Regions from separate parts of the Mus musculus genome. Here region 2 is linked to region 1. Evidence: chromatin contacts called from public promoter capture Hi-C data. All regions are on one chromosome and are shown on one strand. Each heading gives the region's core, a stretch centred on a gene start, on an enhancer-like site or on the middle of the called end of the contact. The rest is flanking DNA. Distances are from core to core; before and after follow the strand shown.

Region 1 (6,596 bases), core at 1,468-3,967:
AGTGTGAAGAAGCTGGCCAACACCTATTGGCCTGTCACTAAAAGTGCGTGGGAAATACCAGACAGTTCTGCCGACAGTGTTAGGAGGTCATTGCTCTCAGGGGAGGTGGGGCAGGAAGCTGGAGATAAGAGAGACAGAATGGTCCACCAAATGGTGGATTGACCCAAGCAAAGGACAAGCCCAAGTCCACTAGAGTCCACACCCATCTTTCCCCGTCCGCCCCACCCCAGCAGCCCATCCCACACATCAGATGTCACCTACCCTGCAATGCAGCACCAATGGCTTCCTCAGTGAGATCTCGAACACTGCCCCAGGTGAGGCCAGCGTCACAGCTGGTCACACAGCAGAGGCGAGCAGCGTTCTTGCCAGTGGCGATTTGCACGGCCTCCGGTGTGTGGCCCAGCACGGCAATGAAGAAGAGGAAGATGGTACCAGAGTGCTCATCCAGCACCGGGCAAGGGTTCATAGACCTGTGCTCCTCCAGTACTGCAGTCTCCAGTACACTCAGAGTGCCCCACTGAGGGAAGAGAAGCAGATGGTTGAGACTTCTGGAGCCTGGCCTCAGTCTCCAGGGAGATCTATAGAGCTGGGCTCAGTTTCCTCTGCACCTAACACTCACCCGCACTGAGCCCCTGGTCAGCGTGCCCCTCCGTAGCACCAGGCGGTGGGCATGGGAGTCATCAGGGCTAAGTCGCTGTTCCGCGAAGGCCAGCAGAGTAGGCCTGGGAGGCACACAGAGTAACGCAGGCACACGGTAGGTCAGGCCCGTCCTTTCCCTCTGGAAGAGCACCGTTCTCCTGGGAACACGCGTGGGCCCCATAACCTTCCAGTAGGAGCAAGGTACCAGGGAGTCTGTTGGGGAGGAGGCTTCACAAGTTTACATGGCCACAGGCACGACCCATGCCCACCTGATCATCTTTTTAAAATTATTTTTTATTAGATATTTTCTTTATATACACTTCAAATTTCAAATGCTATCCCGAAAGTTCCCCATACCCTACACCCCCCTCATTCCCCTACCCGCCCATTCCCACTTCTTGGGCCCTGGCGTTCCCCCACCCCCACCCCTGTACTGAGGCATATAAAGTTTGCAAGACCAATGGGCCTCTCTTCCCAGTGATGGCCGACTAGGTCATCTTCTGATACATATGCAGCTAGAGACATGAGTTCCGGGGGGTTCTGGTTAGTTCATATTGTTGTTCCACCTCAGCTATTGGATGGATCACAGGGTCACCTGATCATCTTAATGGCGCTTTCTATCTGCCTCAGCCCAGATTTCTCACAACCCATCCCCAGGCCCCTCACTACCACTGTACCCCAAATGTCTATGAATCTGGCCCCTCCCTCCTTTCTAAGCTTCTCCTTTGCTCGGCTAGCTAGTGCTGGGGAGCTGGGCAGAGAAACCATGCCCTGCCAGCTGGTGTGTCCTGGACACTCATCTTCATGGAACTCACCCAACAAGAGTTCTGGACAAAATCAGACCAAAAAAAAAGTTAGGGAGAAGTATTCAGTGTCAACACCTGTGGTATGTGAGACCAGACATCACACAGCAGGGGCAGATGAACCCTGGCACCTACCCACATGGAAGCAGAAGGGAGCTCCAGCAGTCTCCATGGCGAATAGCTTCAGACACAGGAGATGCACAGCAGAACAGCCCTTACCTGCAGCATACATACCCCCAAGTAGTTCTCATAAGCGCCAGAGAGATTACCAGGGGACGGGGTCGATCAAAAGGCAGAAAAAGAAAAGCCAAGAAAAGCAGAGAAGCCCTAGCTTAGCCCTAAGTGGATTCCTCCCTGTCAGAGCAGGGTCAGTGTGAGGCTGAGAAGGTAGAGGATTGGTGGACAGAATTCCAGAACTGGGAGGATGCGGCGAACAAGGAAGGACTAAGGCCTCCCCTCATGATCATCTACTGTCCTGCCTCCTACTCTATACCCTGCCATTTCCTAACCTCACCCACAAGCCAAGGATCAAGTAGGCATCAATCAGTCTCTGTGCGATCAGAAACCTGCTTATGAACACCTTACCCCTTCTTGTCCATACAGCTACCCCCTTCCCCATGCATCCCCATCGGTGGGTCCCTGGACCGAGTGACAGCTAGAAAATACTTCCACATGGAACTGGAGCCACCAGAGGATGGCAGTCCCAGAGAATATTTTCTCCCCACTTAGCCTCCCACACAGAACGACCTATTAGAGGTATGTTGGGGGCATGAACCGAATCTGCCAGAGACTGCTGTCTGATTGGCACCATGGCAGACCAGAAAGTGAGTGTATATAGCTGATGGGGAAAAAGAGCAGCGTCTGCTTTACCTGCAGGACATGAACAGTTAGAGCCCACTGCCATCTAGGCCAGACCACCACCAGCCAAACAGCTCATGGTCAGGCTCCCCAGGCCAGGACATAGCCAGACACACAGCCCACACCAGCCACTCCTGACCAGCCTACCAAGAGCCACACAGAAGAAACTAGCTCAGAACACCAAGAGGAGGCATCTTAGCATAGCACCTGGACAAAGATTAAGTCTCAGTAGGAACTTAGTATGACCTCACAGATTGGAACACAAGATAGACAAGTAGAAGACAGTCACTCACGTAAAGCAATATCAGGCTCCGCAGACCACCGAGGGCTGTGCTGACCACCACTAGAGCCAAGCCTTAGGTCCTCTGGGTCTGCCAGGCACAGTCTGGGCCACAAGCTCCGTGATGCACACTGTCCTGTTCAACCACTAATAGCTCTGGGGCTTCTGAGAAGCCTCCTGTCTCCTAGAAGACCCCAGCTCTGCACTCAAAGGGTGATTGTACCCAAGTAGAAGCAGGTGCGGAGAGCCACGCGTCCGCTCAGACCGAACAGGCACAAGAGAGACATTCTCTGTCTATTTGGATGGTTTCCCAAAGTCTAGGACCACAAGAACTGTGAATTCAGCCTGCTGGGAGCCTGATCCCACTCCCCAGCCTGGAAACAGAGCAGGACCCAAAGAAGCCCCAGATACCCATTGTACATAGGGTAAACTGAGAGCTATGAAGGGGACAGGGCTGTCAAACATTAAAGGCATCCTTTTCTGAGATTGCTCTGGGTTTCCATAGAGACCTCCATCAAAGAGCAGGACCTCCCCCATACCACTGCCCAAATGGCCCATTCAGGAAGTACCAGGGACAGGGATTGTCCAGGAGTACGGTGTTTCTGCACAGACTCATGCCATCCCAAGTGAAGTCTTCCTTAGGTGAAGGATCACCGAGAGAAAATTGAAGCTTTTCAGCTCTGGCAGAAATAGTACAGCTTGACCTGGGCAACCTATTGCCCTAGAACACCAAAGCCAGGCCAGGCCTTTGCCTCACACCCTTACAGACCACGCCATGTTTGAACTTGTCAGCTTCATACCAGGGAAGTCAGATTCCCTTCTTCGGGTCCTTGGCCAGTTAGAAACCATCAGAGATCAGGGGTTTTTCTCTTAAACTCTAATAAAATTGTCTTAGAAATTCCCTGAGTCCATTGTTAAGTTCTTTTGTGAATTTTTTTAAAGATTTATTTATTTTATGTGAGTACACAGCCACTGTCTTCAGACACACCAGAAAAGAGCATCAGATCCCATTACAGATGGTTGTGAGCTACCTTTTGGTTGCTGGGAACTGAACTCAGAATCTCTGGAAGAGCAGCCAGTGCTCTTAACCACTAAGCCATTTCTCCAGCCCCATGAATTTTTAATTAAATTAAATTAATCTAACTAATGAATTGATGAGAAAGAATTTTATAAATTCTTTTTAATGAAACTAAGAGGTCAATGAAGGCATCCCAGTTTTCCCAGTAACATGACAATAATGAAGAGACTCTAAGAATGCTCCTTTTGATGTGTATTATATTGGCAAATTGTGATGTGCAGCGTAAGCTCACTGAGAAATTGGCTCTGGAAGCAGGGCCACCCTTCATTTCAGGAAAGAAAATAACAAAACTGGCCAAGAATGAATGCATTATTGAGAATAGCTGGAGGTAAATCATTTCCAACTGAGGTTATTTTTTTAAGATTTAGTCTAATTATGCATATGAGTATGTCTGTATGTGGGCATATACACATGAGACAACGCATACATAATCATATACAAAGATGGATTTTAAGAGTATATGTGTAAAAATCTTTCACTTATTTTTATAACTTGTCAGGTTTTTAAAAGATTTATTTCTCTCTCTGTGTGTGTGAGAGAGAGAGAGAGAGAGAGAGAGAGAGAGAGAGAGGAGAGAGGACTTGCATGCATGCTCCTGTGGATGCCTATAGAAGCCAGAAGAAAGCATTGGATCACCTGGTGGTGGAGTTATAGGCTGTGTGAGCCACCTCATGTAGGTACTGGAACCTAACCCTGATCCTCTACAAGAGCAGTATGTGCTTAATGGCTGAGCTCTCTCTCTAGGTCTCATTGTCAATTTTAAGTTAGACATTGGTTTGATTTTTTTTCCCTCCCATAGTGTTAAGCAGTTAAAATCTCAAATTGATCTTGGTGAGGTTGTCTAGGCTTAAAGAAACAGTACAAGGGTGCACTCAAGCTGTGCTTAGTAGGGCTGACACCCAAAAAAAAAAAATGTTGTCAGTGAGGGATCTGAGGCAAAGCTGTGCATTGTTAGCCACCTGAAATGTTCTCCTACACTTTTGGAGACCTCGGCTCATGGGCCAAACTGGGATTTGGGGCTTTAACACTGATGGGAATTTTAGTGCTAGTTGGTATAATGAAGATATTTTTAGTATGGACTTAGGCACCAGGGTTAAGATAAAAAAAGCCACTCAAGGGGAAAATAGGTGGGAATACAGTTCCCAAAATAAAGTGCTTTTACAAATGAAAAAGGGTTTTTTAAATTTTGTTTTGTTTTCATTAATGTATTTACCCATTCACTCCACATCCTGATGGAAGCCCCCCTCTCCTCCCATCCCTCTCTCATATGGCCCATCCTCTTCTCCTCTGAGAAGTGGGGGGGGGGGGGGTCTCCCCTGGGTATTTTCCTACCCTGGCACATCAAGTCACTGCAGGATTAGGAGCATCCTCTCCTACTGAGGCCAGACAAGGTTGCCCAGTTAAGGGAACAGGATCCACAGACAGGCAGCAGAGTCAGGGACAGCCCCTGCTCTAATTGTTGGGGGACCTGCATGAAGACCAAGCGGAATATCCCCTACTTTCGTGCAGGGGGGCAAATGGGAGTTTTTGATATAGTGTAAATTTTTCTCTTTAGTGTTTATCTCCTAAAGTGATAGAGGGCAGGAGCAAAGCTGAAGAAAGGAGATCATAGGAGATGGTTTTCAGAAGTAGGAGATGGTTATCAGAAGTGGTCTTAAGCTCTGATGTACTAACTCTTGTAAGTTACCAATATTATTATTTTGGTGGGTGTCTTAGTCAGGGTTTCTACTCCTGAACAAACATCATGACCAAGAAGCAAGTTGGGGAGGAAAGGGTTTATTCAGCTTACACTTCCACATTGCTGTTCATCACCAAAGGAAGTCAGGACCGGAACTCAAGCAGGTCAGGAAGCAGGAGCTGATGCAGAGGCCATGGAGGTATGTTCCTTACTGGCTTGCTTTTTCTGGCTTGCTCTGCTTGCTTTCTTATAGAACCCAGGACTACCAGCCCAGGGATGGCACCACCCACAATGGGCCCTCCCTACTTGACCACTAATTGAGAAAATTCCTAACAACTGGATCTCATGGAGGCATTTCCTCAAGGGAGGCTCCTTTCTCTGTGATAACTCCAGCTTATATCAAGTTGACACACAAAACCAGCCAGTAGAGTGGGGTTTTTTTCCCACTAAAATAAAAGTCTGGTTTATTGAAGCTGGAGAGGTTAAGTTCACTTACTGCTCTTGCAGAGGACCCAGGTTCCATTCCCAGCACCCACGTGTCAGCTTACAACCACCTATAACTCCATATCTAGGGCATTCAGCGCCCCCTTCAAACCTCTGTGGTCACCAGTTATCTACACAGTGCACACATACACACACACACACACACACACACACACAGAGAGAGAGAGAGAGAGAGAGAGAGAGAGATTCACACACATAAAATAAAAATAAGCAAATACTTTTAAAAGGAAAGAAAATAATCTGTAGTTTATTCTTGGATATTGTTCCACACATACAGCAAATAGACCAATAAATAAATGAACAATAATTTCATATACAAAAAAAAAGAAAATGTGTTTGGCCTTTTTCATCATTTCATACAAACCAACTAAATATAGGGCACTGAATGCCCTAGATATGGAGTTATAGGTGGTTGTGAGCTGACACATGGGTGCTGGGAATGGAACCTGGATCCTCTGCACCAAAAAAAAAAAAAAAAAAAAAGTCACAGAGTACTCAGAATATGATTTTGTTGGCGGTGTTTTGTTTTCTTTTCTTCAAGGTCTCCTTTTCCTTCTTTGAAATTATAATGAATTATTCCACAAAGAAAATAAGAAGTAAGACACAGAGTTAGGTGCAGCGGTGCATGTCTTTGATTCTAGCTCTTGGAAGCAGAGGCAGACAGATCTCTATCAAATTGAGGCCAACTTGATCTTTAAAGTGAGTTCCAGGACAGCCAGGGCTATGTAGAGAGACCTTGTCTCAAAAGGGCCAAAG
Region 2 (7,384 bases), core at 237-2,736, 2.0 Mb before region 1:
TAGAGATGGAAGAACAGTTCCTTGTGGAAGTGCCTGGCCAACTGTGACTAAAGCCCAAACAACAGATTTTTTAACAGATTTTCCTAAGTTAAATACACTTTATGCTTATTCATTTCACAGTGTCATCCTTTGATCTCTTTCAGGTCCTAGACTCAGCATATACTTTGAACCATTCAAACAGAGCCAGGCTTCAAGAGTGGCAACTCAGACAATTAGGAGATCTATTTGCCAAGATATTAAAAATCACCAGAATTATTTTCACTATATCTGTGTTGTTCTTTTCTGAATAGTTGTTATCCAATATCCTCTTGTCCACAAGGCAGAATTATGTTTATTCTGGTCAAAGAACAAGAGACTTAATGGCAGACTACACTTAGGACAATGTGACCGTACACTAAACCCTGAGCTGCATGTTAGAGACATGTTCTTTGGGGATGGGATTAATGTCTGGCCAATCCTGGTGAACAAATGTTACAGTTAGTATTATAATGTTGCTAACCTCTGGTTAACAGTCCTGGTTAACTGTCCTGGTTAACAGTCCTGGTTAACTGTCCTGGTTGTCTTTAGGGCATGTTGAGGCAGTACTTCCGTTGTATATTCTATTTTGTGTGATTTAACACCTCCTAAGCAAATCTACTAACAAATCCTTTATAACATCAATTATATTACTTTGAGATTTTTATTCTTTATCATAACTAAGAGGCCTGACTTCTAATTGTAATCTGCCATGGTCATTATAGTAAATCGGGGAGGGGTAATAATGACTCAGGGAATTTAGATCAAGTTATCAAAAAATAAAGTAAATTTCAGTAGATTGTAAGGGAAATATTATAGTGTCACTCACCATCTATAGTAAATTTGGCATGCTAACATGATTTACTGATAACAATTCAACTGCATTTGGATTATTCTGGAGTCTTACAATTTTTCTGACTTTTCAGTAAATCTAAAACTTCTCATTTTCTTTAAATATTAATATTGTATTTTATTATAACTAGTTAAGCAATTGGGCATATTTTATTTAAATGGACACAGAACCTGGATTTATTCTTATTGGTCCTTTTAAAAGCAGTGATCAACATTATCTTAGATAAGTCTCAATAGAAAACATTTACAATAATATTATGTTGTAAGCCACTTTTTTTTTCAGTAGTAATACATTTCTTCACAGACAGATATCAAATTGGCTTCAAATATGACTTTTAAAGAAAGATTTGGTAACACTATTTGAAAATTACTCTGTTCCTAAAATTTTTACCTATAAAATGGAAGGCACAATTTCTTCCTAATGTAGCTATTTGTGGGCATTAAGTTAGGTGATTTTTGTGAAGTATCTGAAGAGTGTTTCAATAAATCACAGACACTCGGAAATAGCTACTCTCTTAGCAGTAGGAATTCTCAATATAATGCCACACAAATGTTCTGATGAAATATCTCACTATTCCATTCTATGTTCTTCACATTCTATTTAGAATATGTATTCTTATATCACAGCCAGCGAGAAGACCATAGTAAAGGTATACTGTATAACTCATTAATGAATAAGGACACACAAATTCCGAAACCAATATGATATAAGATAGGCTTTCCTGAACAGTACTATGGCTGATTTACATATAGGATGATTCAAATTCTCAGAGAACTACTCAAATTTTAGTATGACTGAGATCATTATGGAACACCTCCCCAGCCCAGTACCTAATCTGCATCTTTGAAACCAGTAACTGAACCTACTACTCCTATGAAGAGTGGTACCTAAATACTTCCTTCATCCCTGGATGCAGACAGGACATTTTGACCTTCTAGAAAGACTGTAAAATTTGTACATAGCTAGAAGCTTTCTGATAAACAAACAAACAAACAAACAAAACAAAACAAAACCAACAAACAAAACATGTTTATTATCATCCCTTACCCGGGGAGTTAATCCAGATGAGTCTGCCAATTACCAGAATGGACATACCCCCTCCTTCCCTAGGAAGCTCTTTTCCCAATATTGAAGAAATACTATAGAGCCTATCTAAATATCTAGGTTGACATAGCAGTGCACTTTCATTCTTGAGAGTGCCTCATATTATCAAGTAATTTTCTGCTTTTCTTCTATAATACATATTGTATGTCTTGTCTTACCGTATTCATTGGAGATTCTCTACCCAATTGCTGTGGTGTAGAAGGCCCAAATATTCCCAGGTAAGCCCTAGAGAAACCAGGAATGTTAATAATGCAGGGTTGCCTCCTCAGGGGAAGACATTTATACCTGTTTTACACCCAGCATGCTGGGATTGGATGCTGTTAAAAACCTGGTGACCTTTGTTGTCTTTAAGGCCAGGCCACACCCAAATCCTCCAGAATGTTTATTCCAGACTGTCCTTCTCTAGACCTTTATCTTTAGCTTTGATTCTCACTCAGTGGAACCCAGCCTTAGGGGAGATATCACACTTACTTAATAGCCTGCTCAACTCTGTGTTATCTTAGTCAGAGACCACACCAGATCCTAGTTCCTTAAGCTATTGAGGTCACATATACTTTGTATAAGAGTTTCAAATTAGCTATGCCTTAGTGTGCCCACGATATTCAGATAATTGTTAAGAGGAGACTTTTCCCAAAATTGTGATGGACTTAAACATGTCTAAAATAAACTGCCCTGGTGTCAGACTCCAGAAGTTTGATGTGGCCTGGCTAAGTCACACTGAACCAAGTTTCCTCCTTATCTAGTATGTATAGGTTCTCTACTGGCAGTGGCACTTGCAGCGACTCTACACTAGGAGGGTCAGAATGAAGTATCACATCCAGAAAAAAAAATAGTAGATGCTGATAAACAAGTGAAAAATTGCTAGAAAATTATGGTTGAAAACTCATCTATAAGCTGACCAATAGTAAAATATTAAAATGTAAAGAAATAGTCAATGCAGCTGAAGTGAGACAGAAAATAATTTGAGCAAAGCACTGTTTACCTTTCATCTAAAATTGACTACATGCTATTTTAAACCCATAATTTGTATAAGACTTCAGCATTTTCTATTACATTGCTTTCTTTTTTCTTGGTATTAACTTTCCTAATGTTAAATATATACATATTCCCTACTTATATAATTCCCATCTCACCGTTAACATATATTTAAGACTTCTAAGTATGCACTAGGAAATGATCTTCCCAGCTGCCCAGCACCTGCATAAGTGATCACTGTATTTTCTTATTATATTGCCTTACAGCCTTCATATGCTAGATAATTATTAAAGAACTACCATTAATCATTCTTTCATGCTGTAATCATGTAAAGTAAGTTTTATTTTTACTCTTTTATGAATTTGCCAACAGTGTGAAATTTTTATTCAATGCATATTTTATGAAAGGCCAGGTTCCTTGTCCTTAATCATTAACAGTTAAATTTTCTGAAACCAGATCAAGGGTGAGCACCATTTCTCTCTGAGATGATCTATTTTAAAATATTTTGTTTGGCTGAAACCCTTTGCCATTTGAAATGTTCTTTGGTTGCTTTTATTGCTCAGTCTGCCAATGTCACATTTCCTGACCCTGTAAATTAGTCTTTTGTGTGCTGTACAGTGTTGAAAGTGCTCTCACACTGGAAGCAGATTAGTCCTCAAACTCTCCTGCTGGCTCTTTGTGCTCTCTCTTCAAGAACAGTCACATTTATAGGCATGGCCTCTGGATTCTGTGATGCCAAACTGTGACTTTATTTAATCAACCTTTTTCTTATTAAGAGCTTGAAGGTACTGCTATAATTAACATTTCGAAAATCCCCTTCTTCAAAATTCCTTTTGATCTTAAGTGACAAAGATGTCTAAAACTTTAAGAACATGTATAAAAGAAAGGCTTTGGATTTCTTCTTCTCTGCCAAAGGAATGATTGATTTGGTCAATATGGAATCTTGGAAGGAAAAGGGAAAAAATGAGAAATATAATTTGACTATTAGTAAGCAGAAAGAAAAGCCTGACATAAGTAAGATTGATCCAGATATACCTTTATACATCATAACATCTGACAGGGACTTGAAACTTTGTTTTTATATTACAAACATAATTGAGTTTTGAGGACATGGCCTGATATCCCCAGATTTCCTGCCTTCAAACAATAGTATGGATAAGATACTTGAACAGGTACAAAAGGAAATAATGTACTAAGTGAGATACATAAGAGTTTTAAAATGAGTCAAATCTAGACACAGGTCTAGGCTTAAATTTCAAAAGAAGGTGGGTTCCCTGAGAACTTTTAAGGTTCATTTGCATATTATGTATTATTTATGCGCAGACATTGTTGTGTATACCCAGGTGTCTGGAAGACTTACAGTCTCCCTATGGCATTATTTCATTTCATATCTTATTCCTGGCATCTCTGGTTTTTCCCCTCTACCATATCCTCCTATCTCAAATTTTCTCTGAATATTGTGGTTTCAGAAATCCATCATTTTATTACATCATTTATGCTGTTGGTAGTCTAAGTTACTAGTTATTTTTTCCATCTCTATGACATAAATATAGGCCAGATTACACCCGATTAAAAGAAGATAAAAACAGGTTTATTAGGCCCTTGTCTGGGGCAGATTCATCAGTCCCAAAGAGGTTTTATAGACCTTAGTTCAGGGTAATGACGTGTTTTCCAGGAGCTAGAACTGTGGCAAGGTTTGGTCAAAAGATAAAGCCCTAGATGGGTACTTGGCTAGGCTGACTGTGTCAGAAAATTTGCTTCCATCAGCTGCTGAAAATGTGAAACTGGGTTTTTTTTTTAACTTAATTCCTTTGTTTAGAGTCCAACAGCACAGATTTCAAGAGTTAGGATTCAGAGCTGCCCAATGTTGGGAAGATCTCTTCTGTAGTAGACTGTTAAGGGTCAAAAATACAACACAGTACACAGACATCACCATCTTTGGAACAAGGCAACAAACTTAATTTCAGACACACAAAAAGAAATAACTGGTGTATTTCATCACCACAGATAATTGGCTTCTGGCATAAATATAATTGAAATTAGGTATGGAAAAGTTCTGTGGTGAGATACAAAAATCTCATGCTTCCCAAGACCTAACATAAGACAAATAGTTTCCAAGTTAATAATAATCTATTCATAGTAGAAGAGAGGTGTCACTGTTGTGAGGAAAATGGCAGTCTCATTCATTATGATATGGATGACTGGACTGTATTGTGAGGAATGGTTCATCTACACTTTCCTATGCTTGAATGTAAATAAGACCATTATTTTAGCAAGAATATGAAAAATCCTTGCTTCTGATATGCTAGCTAGTAAGGCAATTTAGAATCATTACAGAGAGAGTAGTTAAGTATTCTCGTCTTTGAACACAAAGAAAATGAGAATATTGTGTTTGTATTAATTGTTATTTTATTTCTGTGCTAAAAACACTATGGCCAAGGAAACTTCTAGAACAAAGAGTTTAAATGAGCATATATGGTTTCTGAGGGCTGGTGTTCATGTTAGTAGAGCAGAGGCCTCATGACATAATGACTGAGAAAACACATCTTAATAATAAGCTGGAGGCATAGAACAATAGTAGTCTTTAGAATCATCAAAGCTAATCCCCAGTGACGCGTCTTCTATTAAAGGCACACCTCTAATTCTTTCCAAATAGTTCCATTAAATAGAGACCTAGTATGAGGTCTTGATTTGAGCTAAAACATATGAGCTTATAGAGGCAATTCTAAAACTTCCACAGTATTTATTTTAGAAGAATATCTTTTGATTCCCAATGTGGTTCTTCTTCTCTTGAATATACATTTTATACACTGTAATTACACAGGGAAAATTTGGAATCCATGGGAATGGACCAAGTCCATGAAAAAGAAGGAGGAGGAGGAGGAGGAGGAGGAGGAGGAGAAGGTGAAGAAAGAATAAACTTATTCTTTTGCATATGAATTTATGTGGCCTTTTAACTCTAAGATATGTGCCAAGGGAGCAAGGGAATAGATTGTTGACTTAAGCAATTTGGTCTCATGTACCCTCTTCCTCCTATGTTTATGGTTTCATAAGAGAGTATATTTAAAACCTGAAAGGGCTTAATGTGGGCAAATGCCACCATATGAATTAGGAGATAACATAGCTTAATTGTTTCTGTTGCATTTGTTGACTATGATAGTAACCAAAGGGCTTGATGAGGTAAAGCAATTTGTTTTAGCAGTAGACTGCAGATGTCTCATTCCTATAGAAATAGGATACATTAATAAATACATGCATCTATGTTTATTTGGTTTTGTAGGCAAGAGAAATGGTATCACTTTTCTAAGAGAACACACACACATTGGTTTGAGGATTGTGATTGTCATAAATATAAATTGGAAAACAGGAGAAGCCTTAGCAGGGGATATTTTATATTACCTGATTCTGTGATGATAAGATTTTTGTTTTACTCCAGAGAGAACTATTAGATCTTCCATTCTCACAGTTGTTTTTTTCTCTTTGGGTCTTTTTAAGATGTGGTCTTTTAAGATGAGGTCACTGGTTTTATCTAGAGAGTATGGACCCAGTTGTTGGTTTCCATCGACTGGATTTTCAAGACTACTTACAAAGGTCCTTTTCATTGAGGAATAAATTGTTTCATGGCTCTTCCTATATAGAGTTTAAATTAGGTACTAGACAAAAGGGTAAATGATTTTGAAGGCCCTTTCCCTTAATCAGATTGTAATCTTTTTCTTCTAGCTCTCAACAGACTAATTGAAGTTTTCAGGGAATTTACTATCTTAGATCTCTCATTCTCAAAATGAGAAAAACTTTTAAATCAGTATTTATTACCCAATCAGACCTAGCATCCTTAGAAAGATTTAGAAACTATAAATGGGACTTCATTTCCTCATACTCAGCTATTAGGTACCACAGTCTTGGTATTCAACAAATAAGATCTGAAAGCAGACCAATGGGAACAGAGTAGAAAGAACACTTTGCTGTTTTATTTAGTCTTCAATTGTTGTGGTAGAACATTATGACCAAGGTAACTTATAGAGGAAATCATTATTGCAGGCTCACAGTGTCTGAGTTTTCATCATGAGTGATCATCATGGTTGGAAACCAGGCAGGCAGGCATGGAACTGTAGCAGTAGTTGAGAGCTCATATCTTGAACATAACTACAATACATGGACAGCTACCTGGCAGTCATTGCCAAATCCTTCCCAAAAATTTCTACCAGCTGGAAAGGAAGTATTCAAATATATGAGATTATAAAGACCATTCACATCCAAAACTTTACAGGGACCAAGCAACTATACTTTGGTATAATAACCATTGGTTACTTTTCATGTTGCTGGGTCAAAATTTCAGACAAAATCCCTTGCTTGAAGGAAGAGAAGATTACAGTTGTGCAAGACAATTTATCATGAAAGTAAGGGTGTAACTACAGGATCAGGAGGCAGCTAGCTGGT

The links. Promoter capture Hi-C pulls out the DNA fragments that hold promoters and counts their contacts.
Region 2: a contact with region 1 is called in a promoter capture Hi-C map of hippocampal neurons, with 4 times the contacts expected there. The contact joins the promoter of 1700063A18Rik here to the promoter of Neu4 in region 1. A contact is called at or near these places in 2 of 39 promoter capture datasets (cranial neural crest and hippocampal neurons).

The regions. Positions count from the first base shown.
Region 1 is chr1:94,016,614-94,023,209 of GRCm38.p6, reverse strand. It overlaps Neu4 (sialidase 4), which reads right to left and starts at 2,717. Exons shown (of 4, transcript NM_173772.3): 1 at 2,594-2,717; 2 at 620-852; 3 at 262-517. The coding sequence starts at 820.
Region 2 is chr1:96,015,860-96,023,243 of GRCm38.p6, reverse strand. 1700063A18Rik (RIKEN cDNA 1700063A18 gene) reads left to right here and starts at 1,486. Exons shown (of 3, transcript NR_040467.1): 1 at 1,486-1,517.